2 separate regions of the Pan troglodytes genome follow, and region 2 is linked to region 1. The links are chromatin contacts, called in public Hi-C maps. All regions are on one chromosome and are shown on one strand. Each heading gives the region's core, a stretch centred on a gene start, on an enhancer-like site or on the middle of the called end of the contact. The rest is flanking DNA. Distances are from core to core; before and after follow the strand shown. Region 1 holds the start of BANF1 (BAF nuclear assembly factor 1). Region 2 holds the start of GAL3ST3 (galactose-3-O-sulfotransferase 3).

Evidence for each region. Hi-C and Micro-C count contacts between places; a contact is called where the count stands out from the background.
Region 2: a Hi-C map of stem cell-derived neural progenitor cells shows a contact between it and region 1, with 1.8 times the contacts expected there. The contact joins the promoter of GAL3ST3 here to the promoter of BANF1 in region 1. A contact is called at or near these places in 1 of 7 Hi-C or Micro-C datasets (stem cell-derived neural progenitor cells) and 1 of 1 datasets of contacts at active chromatin or transcription factors (stem cell-derived excitatory neurons).

Annotation. Positions count from the first base shown.
Region 1 is chr9:68,330,625-68,334,214 of NHGRI_mPanTro3-v2.0_pri, reverse strand. BANF1 (BAF nuclear assembly factor 1) reads right to left here and starts at 1,771. Exons shown (of 3, transcript XM_016921282.3): 1 at 1,633-1,771; 2 at 773-911; 3 at 1-520. The coding sequence starts at 895. The coding sequence ends at 374. EIF1AD (eukaryotic translation initiation factor 1A domain containing) reads left to right here and starts at 1,984. Exons shown (of 8, transcript XR_010147257.1): 1 at 1,984-2,106.
Region 2 is chr9:68,377,326-68,380,915 of NHGRI_mPanTro3-v2.0_pri, reverse strand. It overlaps GAL3ST3 (galactose-3-O-sulfotransferase 3), which reads left to right and starts at 1,554. Exons shown (of 3, transcript XM_016921284.4): 1 at 1,554-1,775.

The DNA of each region.
Region 1 (3,590 bases), core at 522-3,021:
GAAAGCCACTGACTTTATTGATCTAAAAAACTTTACAAGGACAGTGACTGTTCTGCCAAAAAAGGAGCCAAATGGTATCAAACGGATTGAAAGTGAGGGTGGGGGTGAGGGATGGGGCCGGGAATCCATTCAGGAAAGCTGGTAACTGTCACCAGGGAACTGGCAAGGGAAAAAGGACGGGGGAGGCATGCAAGAGCAAGAATCCAAAAAAAAGTTGAAATGGTTAGGGGAGAAAACTCCCAAAAAACCCCGGAGTACGTCGGAGGTGAGTACGACAATAGCAATCTTTTCCTTCGTAGAGGACAGGGGAGGAGTCCCTACTCGGCTGCAAACTCTGGATGAGGGCTGGGGATTAGGAGCTTCCCAGAGAGCATCACAAGAAGGCGTCGCACCACTCTCGAAGGCATCCGAAGCAGTCCCGGGACTGCTTGGCGTTGGCGCCACAAGTGTCTTTCAGCCATTCCCGGAAGAGGTCTTCATCTTTCTTTAGCACCAGAAACTGGCCAAGGACAACATAGGCCTGCAAAACAGGGAAAAGGAAGGGGCGTGCTGCTCAGTGCTCAGTGAGAGATAAGAGCAAGACAGCCATTCCTGTGCCATTCAGAGCACACAAGCCCAGGAAGCAGCGCAGGTTTTGCCCCCCTCTCCTCTCCACCAGGTGCCCAGGCTCTGGCAGCCTCTTCAGATTATACCTTACTGTCCATCCCCCAGCAGATGGAATCACTTCCCTTCCACCCCCCGCTTGCACTAGGTACACGCAGCCACCCCACACCTTGTCAAAACCCCTTTCCTCCAGCTTCTTGCCCAGGACTTCACCAATCCCAGCCAGGCTCCCCACTGGCTTCTCCCCCATGGGCTCTGCCACGAAGTCTCGGTGCTTTTGGGAGGTTGTCATCTTGATCAGGCTTAATCTAGGAATCCCAAAAAAAAGGCAGATTAGGGCTGAAGACCTGGAACTCCTAAGGGCCCACGAGCAATCTCATAGTAAGAGGAAGCCAAGCCAGGGGCTACCGTGGCTTGCTCGATCCCCCTCATCCTGAAAGGAGAAACCAGTTCCAGGGAGACTCTTCCCTACTATTTTTAAGAGGAGTTTCTTCCTGCAGGACCTGGATTTTGATCTTGCCCCAGAGGAAAAACGATCCTGCCTAACAGGTGGCGCAAGCGGGGCAGTGGAAAGATTCCCAGAGTCCGTAGCCAGGGCTGCGCGGAAGCTGTCACTCCCTCTGTGACCTTGGCTGAACCAAGACGACACTGACTGCCTGGAACGGCCACTTGGCGTGGAAAGCTAACCAAAGGGTCTCTCTACCTACAGGGCGAAGCGCACACCTAGCGCTGCGCACACCCGCTCCCCGCCCGCGGGGTTCACGCCGCGCCCCAGCTCCGCCCCCACCGAGCGCCGCTGCGGCCCGCCCCTTCCCGCGGCCCGGCTCCCACGCGCCGCACCCCGCCCCCTCCCCGCAGCGCGGCCAAGCTCTCCCCCAGGGCCCGCCACAGCGCCTGCGACCCCTCTCCTCCCCTTCTCCCCGCAACCCCTCTGGCCTCCAGTCAGGGCCCTGCTCCGCGGCTGGCGCTCACCCGCAACTTCAGTTCCCGTAACGGTTCCTCCCGCCACCCGGCCGCTCCTGCGGATACCTCAAGCCACTAGAACTTTCTTCCACTTCCGTTTCCGGGTCGCTTCAAGAGCCGCCTTTAAAAAAGAAACCTTCCACGTTGGGCACTTCTAGCCAGTTAGAGCTATAGAGTTGAGGCGCCCCGGACCTCGACGGCGTCCTTAGTAGGCGCTGCTTTCCGGTCCTTCGCGGGAAGCCCTGCCTTCTAAGGTCTCGCTTCTCGCGCAGTTCTGAGGGAGATAGGCCTCCAGGGAGAGGACTTCCTTTCTCTGCTGCCCGGACCCGGAACTCAAGGACTTAGGCTTGACGGACCTGGCGTGGGGAAGAGTTAGAAGACGGACAAGGGAGGGGACCGGAGGCCTCCGAGACAGCGCCGGAAGTACGGTTTTCGGAGGGATCAGACTCAGACTCACGTCGCACTCCTCGCAGTTGGACTGGTGGGAACTGGGAACACTGGAGACCTGATTTCTAGCTGACGCTACCGTCGCGGCCGCCGGCAAGTTCCTTTACTGTGTTTTCTTGGTTCAGCCTTGAAGTGAGTCGTGGACGATCCTCTCTCAGCGTCCAGCCTAGACGGCGGGGTTGCTCCGGCAGCGTTCCTGGGAGCCGAGGGCCAGAGACTAAGTGTGGGTGTTTCTCTGAGGGTCTTTTCTCCGGGATAGACAGGGAGGAGGAAGGAGGACAGCAACTAGAGATGACAGTGTTTCCTTCGGAAACCATCAGTCTTAAGGGTACTGGCCTTCGTCTTCTAAGTACGCAAGTCAGAAATATGCAAATGTCGCAGACAAGCCTGCTCACCTCAACCTTTAATTAACTAGTTCCTGGCTTGGACCATCACGGTGGCCACCTAATTTGTCTCCGGCTGTAGTGTGTTGCCAGACTGAACTTCTCTGTTGTGTGACTATGCTAGACTTGGGGTGTACAAGCGTGTTGAGAAAGATACGGTTTATTTCAAACTCCTTCCAGAGAGGTTGCCAGGATGACTTCTCTGGAGCATGCGTATAGTTTTATATTACACCAGTACTTAAGATTATAGGAGTTACTTTTTTTTTTTTTTTTTTTTTTTTGAGACGGAGTCTTGCTCTGTCGCCCAGGCTGGAGTGCAGTGGCGCGATCTCGGCTCACTGCAAGCTCCGCCTCCCGGGTTCACGCCATTCTCCTGCCTCAGCCTCCCGAGTAGCTGGGACTACAGGCGCTCGTCATCACGCCCGGCTAATTTTTTGTATTTTTGTAGAGAGGGGGTTTCACCGTATTAGCCAGGATGGTCTCGATCTCCTGACATCGTGATCCGCCCACCTCGGCCTCCCAAAGTGCTGGGATTACAGGCGTGAGCCACCGCGCCCGGCCGGAGTTACTTTTACATGACATGCATTGTATTGTCCCATTCTGTTGTAGCAGGACGAGTCGCAGACAAAACCCCTCAGACACCAGATTAAAGAAGGAAGAGGTTTTTTTATTCGGCCGGGAGCGTCGGCAGACTCGTGTCTTAAGAGCCAAGCTCCCCGAAAAAGAAATTCCTAGCCCTTTTAAGGGCTTACAACTCTACGGGGTCTACGTGAAAAAGTCATAATAGATCAAGTAAGCGTGAGAAACGTGACTGGGGGCTACATACATCAGCTAACAGAACAAAAAGTTTTACAGTGCTTTCTTATACAATGTCTAGAATTTACAGATAACACCAGTAGTTTTGGTCAGGGGTTAATAAGATTATTATTATTTTAGCCACCAGGGCCAGGTGGTGGTGCCAAGGTCATCTAGCTATTTATCTTACTTCTGTTTCTTTCCAACTTTTTGCTTTCTCCCTTTTCTCCTGTCTTATAAACTAGGGAAAAGGGGAGGTTGGGGAGAAACGAAGAAGGCCAACAGGAGAAGTGGTGGCCTCATACCATACTGTAACAGTGCTGAGTTAGCTGTTATTTCTCTGGGACCTAGAGAAGTTGAATAGTTAGGAAATAAACCAAGGTAGGATTTGAATCCAGG
Region 2 (3,590 bases), core at 305-2,804, 47 kb before region 1:
CTGGAGAGCCCAGGGCAGGTCATCTGAGGCTGAGGACCCCAAGGCATGTGTAGGTGCTAGGGAAGGGGGCGGGGTCTCTGAGGCAGGATAAACTAAAGGCTGATGGAGTCTCATTTTATTTATTTATTTATTTATTTATTTATTTATTTATTTTTGAGACAGAGTCTCACTCAGTTGCCCAGGCTGGAGTGCAGTGGCTCTATCTGCGCTCACTGCAAGCTCCGCCTCCTGGGTTCACGCCATTCTCCTGCCTCAGCCTCCCGAGTAGCTGGGACTACAGGCGCCCGCCACCACGCCCAGCTAATTTTTTTGTATTTTTTTTAGTAGAGACGGGGTTCCCCGCGTTAGCCAGGATGGTCTCGATCTCCTGACCTCGTGATCCGCCCGCCTCAGCCTCCCAAAGTGCTGGGATTACAGGCGTGAGCCACTGCACCCAGCCTGGAGTCTCATTTTATAACAGCCCTGGGAAGGAGGCAAGGTCTCAAGATCCTCCTCCCCCACGATATTGTACACAGCGGAAGATTGATGGGCAGAGAAGGTGACATGCCCAAGGGGCCGAACTGGGGCCACCAGCAGTCCTTCTGACTCTGAGAGTCCCTATTTCCTCCTCCTCAACCATAACAAGGACCCTCATACTATTTCCTATGTGGGCCTAGAAGGGCGTATCCAGCCCCTTCCAGTCCCACCTTTGGGTGGCTACCCAGCTCCAGGATCCTTGCTTTACCAGGCCCAGAGCAAAATAGAAAGCAGGTGTGCAGGCCAGCCACAGAACTCAGTGTAGGGCTCTTGATGTCTGGCATGGCTTTGGGAGGTGCTGCTGCCCAGCTCCCAGGTGATGGGAGCTGAGGACTAAGAAGTTCATATGGAGCCTTCGTGTGTATTATCTCTGCTACCTCAGAACAGCTTCCCATTTTACAGCTGGAAGCAATAGGGCTTAGGGAGTTGCCTCTTGACTCTGGGATTTAAGAGCAAACCAGGATTGAACTTGGGTTCTTTGATGCCTGGTGGCAGGTGCCTAGGCAGGGGTCCCAGCCTCACTATAGCTCTGGTCAGGAGTGAGTGGGTCTGGAGTCCTAGTGAGGAAAAATGGGTGAGCAGCCAGAAGCTACATCAGAGGGTATGGGGGACACGCTGGAAGGGAAGGGGGTGTGTGGGCAGAGATGGGACCAGACAAGGCTGGAGCACTGCTTCTCTACTGGAGGAGGACAGAGAGGATGTGGGTACTTGCACGTGTACCAGCATCTGGCTCACCCAGAAGCCCAAGTATGACCGGCGGTGCCCCGGAATACCCAGCAATGCAGGAGTATCCAGACACCTTCCCGGCCTCAGTTTCCCTGCCTGAGTGAGAGAAGGGAGCTGGCCACATTAGTGTCCAACTCTGCAAGGTTGCCAGAGTAAGACAACTGCATCTGAAGATGCCACCCAGAGACTGTTCACGGCAGCCAGCGGGCAAGCCAGGGAACCACCCCCCCTCCCCCGTCCCCCTTCCTTTCCCCTCTCTCCCCTCTCCCCTACTTGCTCGTGGCCTGGCCCCGCCCCTCGCCTTCCTCCGGTGTGCGATGGGGGGCGGGGGGCGGGGGGCGGGCAGAGCCGGGAGGAGCGAGCCTAGTGGACGCTGCCACCTGATCCCATCCAGGCGCTGAGAGGCAAGCCACCGGCACTCGGCGCGCAGGGCCCCGGGCACCCTCGGACCCCGTGCGGATTTCGAGACAAGGGTCCAGAGATAGCGGCGGCCGCCCCCAACCCGGGCCAGAGGCAGAGCCCAGGCGTGCGGTGTGAGTACTGCAGTGGCCGGCATGGGGTTGGAGGGGTGGGAGTGGACCAGACCGGGATGGGGGCCGAGAGGCGGGCGGGAGAGTGTCTTGGGGGCGTAGTGGTTGGAAAGCATGAGGAGGGGGGCGCTCTACCCCTGGAAAGTGGGAGAAGATAGGGTGAGCGGGCCAATCTGGCCTATCCCCTATGGTGATCAGATCCCACTGGCAGGATCCCTGGGGGATGCTGGGATGAAATTGAGGGAGTGGGAGGTATGGTGCTGGTGGGCAGTAATGGAGACAGGAGGATGGAGGGAATTCCAAGGCAGGGATGACGCGGGGGTGGATGAGAGAGAGAGGAGGCTGGGGGGCCAGGGGCAGACCTGGTGCAGGCTGGGGGGTGGGGGAGGAGGAAAAAGAGGGAGGTGGAAAGATTTGCTCTCCCAGGCCAGTACTTTGCAGACCCCCTCAGCCCTTCGCCCCTCCTCTGGAGCACCCTGGGTCAGCGTCCCTCAACACTGGGCTGTCCCATCCCTCAAGTCAGGACAGGATGGAGTCTCCGGGCCATCCAGCAGTCAGGTCCAAGTGGTCCAGTCCAGGGCACCCCTTCCTCCAAGTGCATCGGTTTCAGCTCTAGAGCTCAGAGGAGACAGAGGAGAAAGGGCTCCTTTAGGAGGGTGGGCACCCAGGCCCATTTTCAAAGCTCTGGTCGGCTCTACTATTTCTTTGGTTCCCTGGAGAAAAGCTAGCAATTTGCAAAACTGGGCAGCAGCGTGAGGTAGATTGTTCTGACTAAAATTAGCACTGACATTCTGATGAGCCTGGGCGTCCTGACCTGCCTGGGATAGCTGGGAGAACTCTCTCTATGGAGAAGACACCAGGCACAATGGGGAGTCGTGTGAAGCATCTGAGGGCAGGAGCCAGGGCCACTGCTCTAAAGCACAGCTCCAGCAGCACCATCACGCACCCCACACCAGCCAGAAAATCCGATGGAAACCCAGCCCAGTGGCCCCCTCCCTGAGAGGCACTGCCTTGGCCCCATCTCCAAAACAGGCATCTTGGAGTCAAATTGCCAAGGGAAGGCAGGCCTCCCACAGTGTCCGAGCAGCACCCTCTCTCAGGACCTGGAATGTTTAGCCTGGCCGAGTGCCCACCCAGAGGAGACAGGGTTACTGCTTCCAAATACCTGAAGGTCTGTCATGGAGAAAAATGTTCTGTGTGCTCTAGGAGGGCAGCACTACCAAGAGTGCAGAATGGGAGGTGGAAGGGGCAGGCCGAAGCAGGTGCTACCACTGGCAGGGTAATCCTGGCTGTCCCGGAAAGAACCTGAACAAGCTGTAAGTTGCTCAGAAATGGACCAGGCTGTATCAGGAGGTGATGAACACCCTGTCATTAACAGTGGCCATACAGAAGCTGGTGCCCACCTTCAGGGGCTGGTGTCCAGGGAATTCCTGCACTGAGGATGCCCTGTCCCCTGTCCCTAAGCAGGCCTCAGACTGGGGCCTGGCTAGCTCCCCAGAGCTCAGCCATGTAGGGAAGTGGGGAAAGGCCCAAGAGTGGGACAGAGGGGGATACCAGGCACCTGTCACTCTCTCTGTGCGGCCAGTAGAAGCTCTGCCCTCGGGAAAGGTCCCCCATAGCTAGGCTTGACTTCCTTGGCTGACCCTGAATCCTCTGAGAAATAGGGTGGTTTCTGCAAGTTTAGCAAAGGTGGATGTAGACTCCCCTCTTCCCATCTTGGGACACTTCTGTCTAATCACCAAGTTCTCTAAGCAGCAGGAGTGACAGAGGAAAAAGGTGTGTATCCTTAGAGGGCCAAGGGCTCTCACTTCCTCCTGC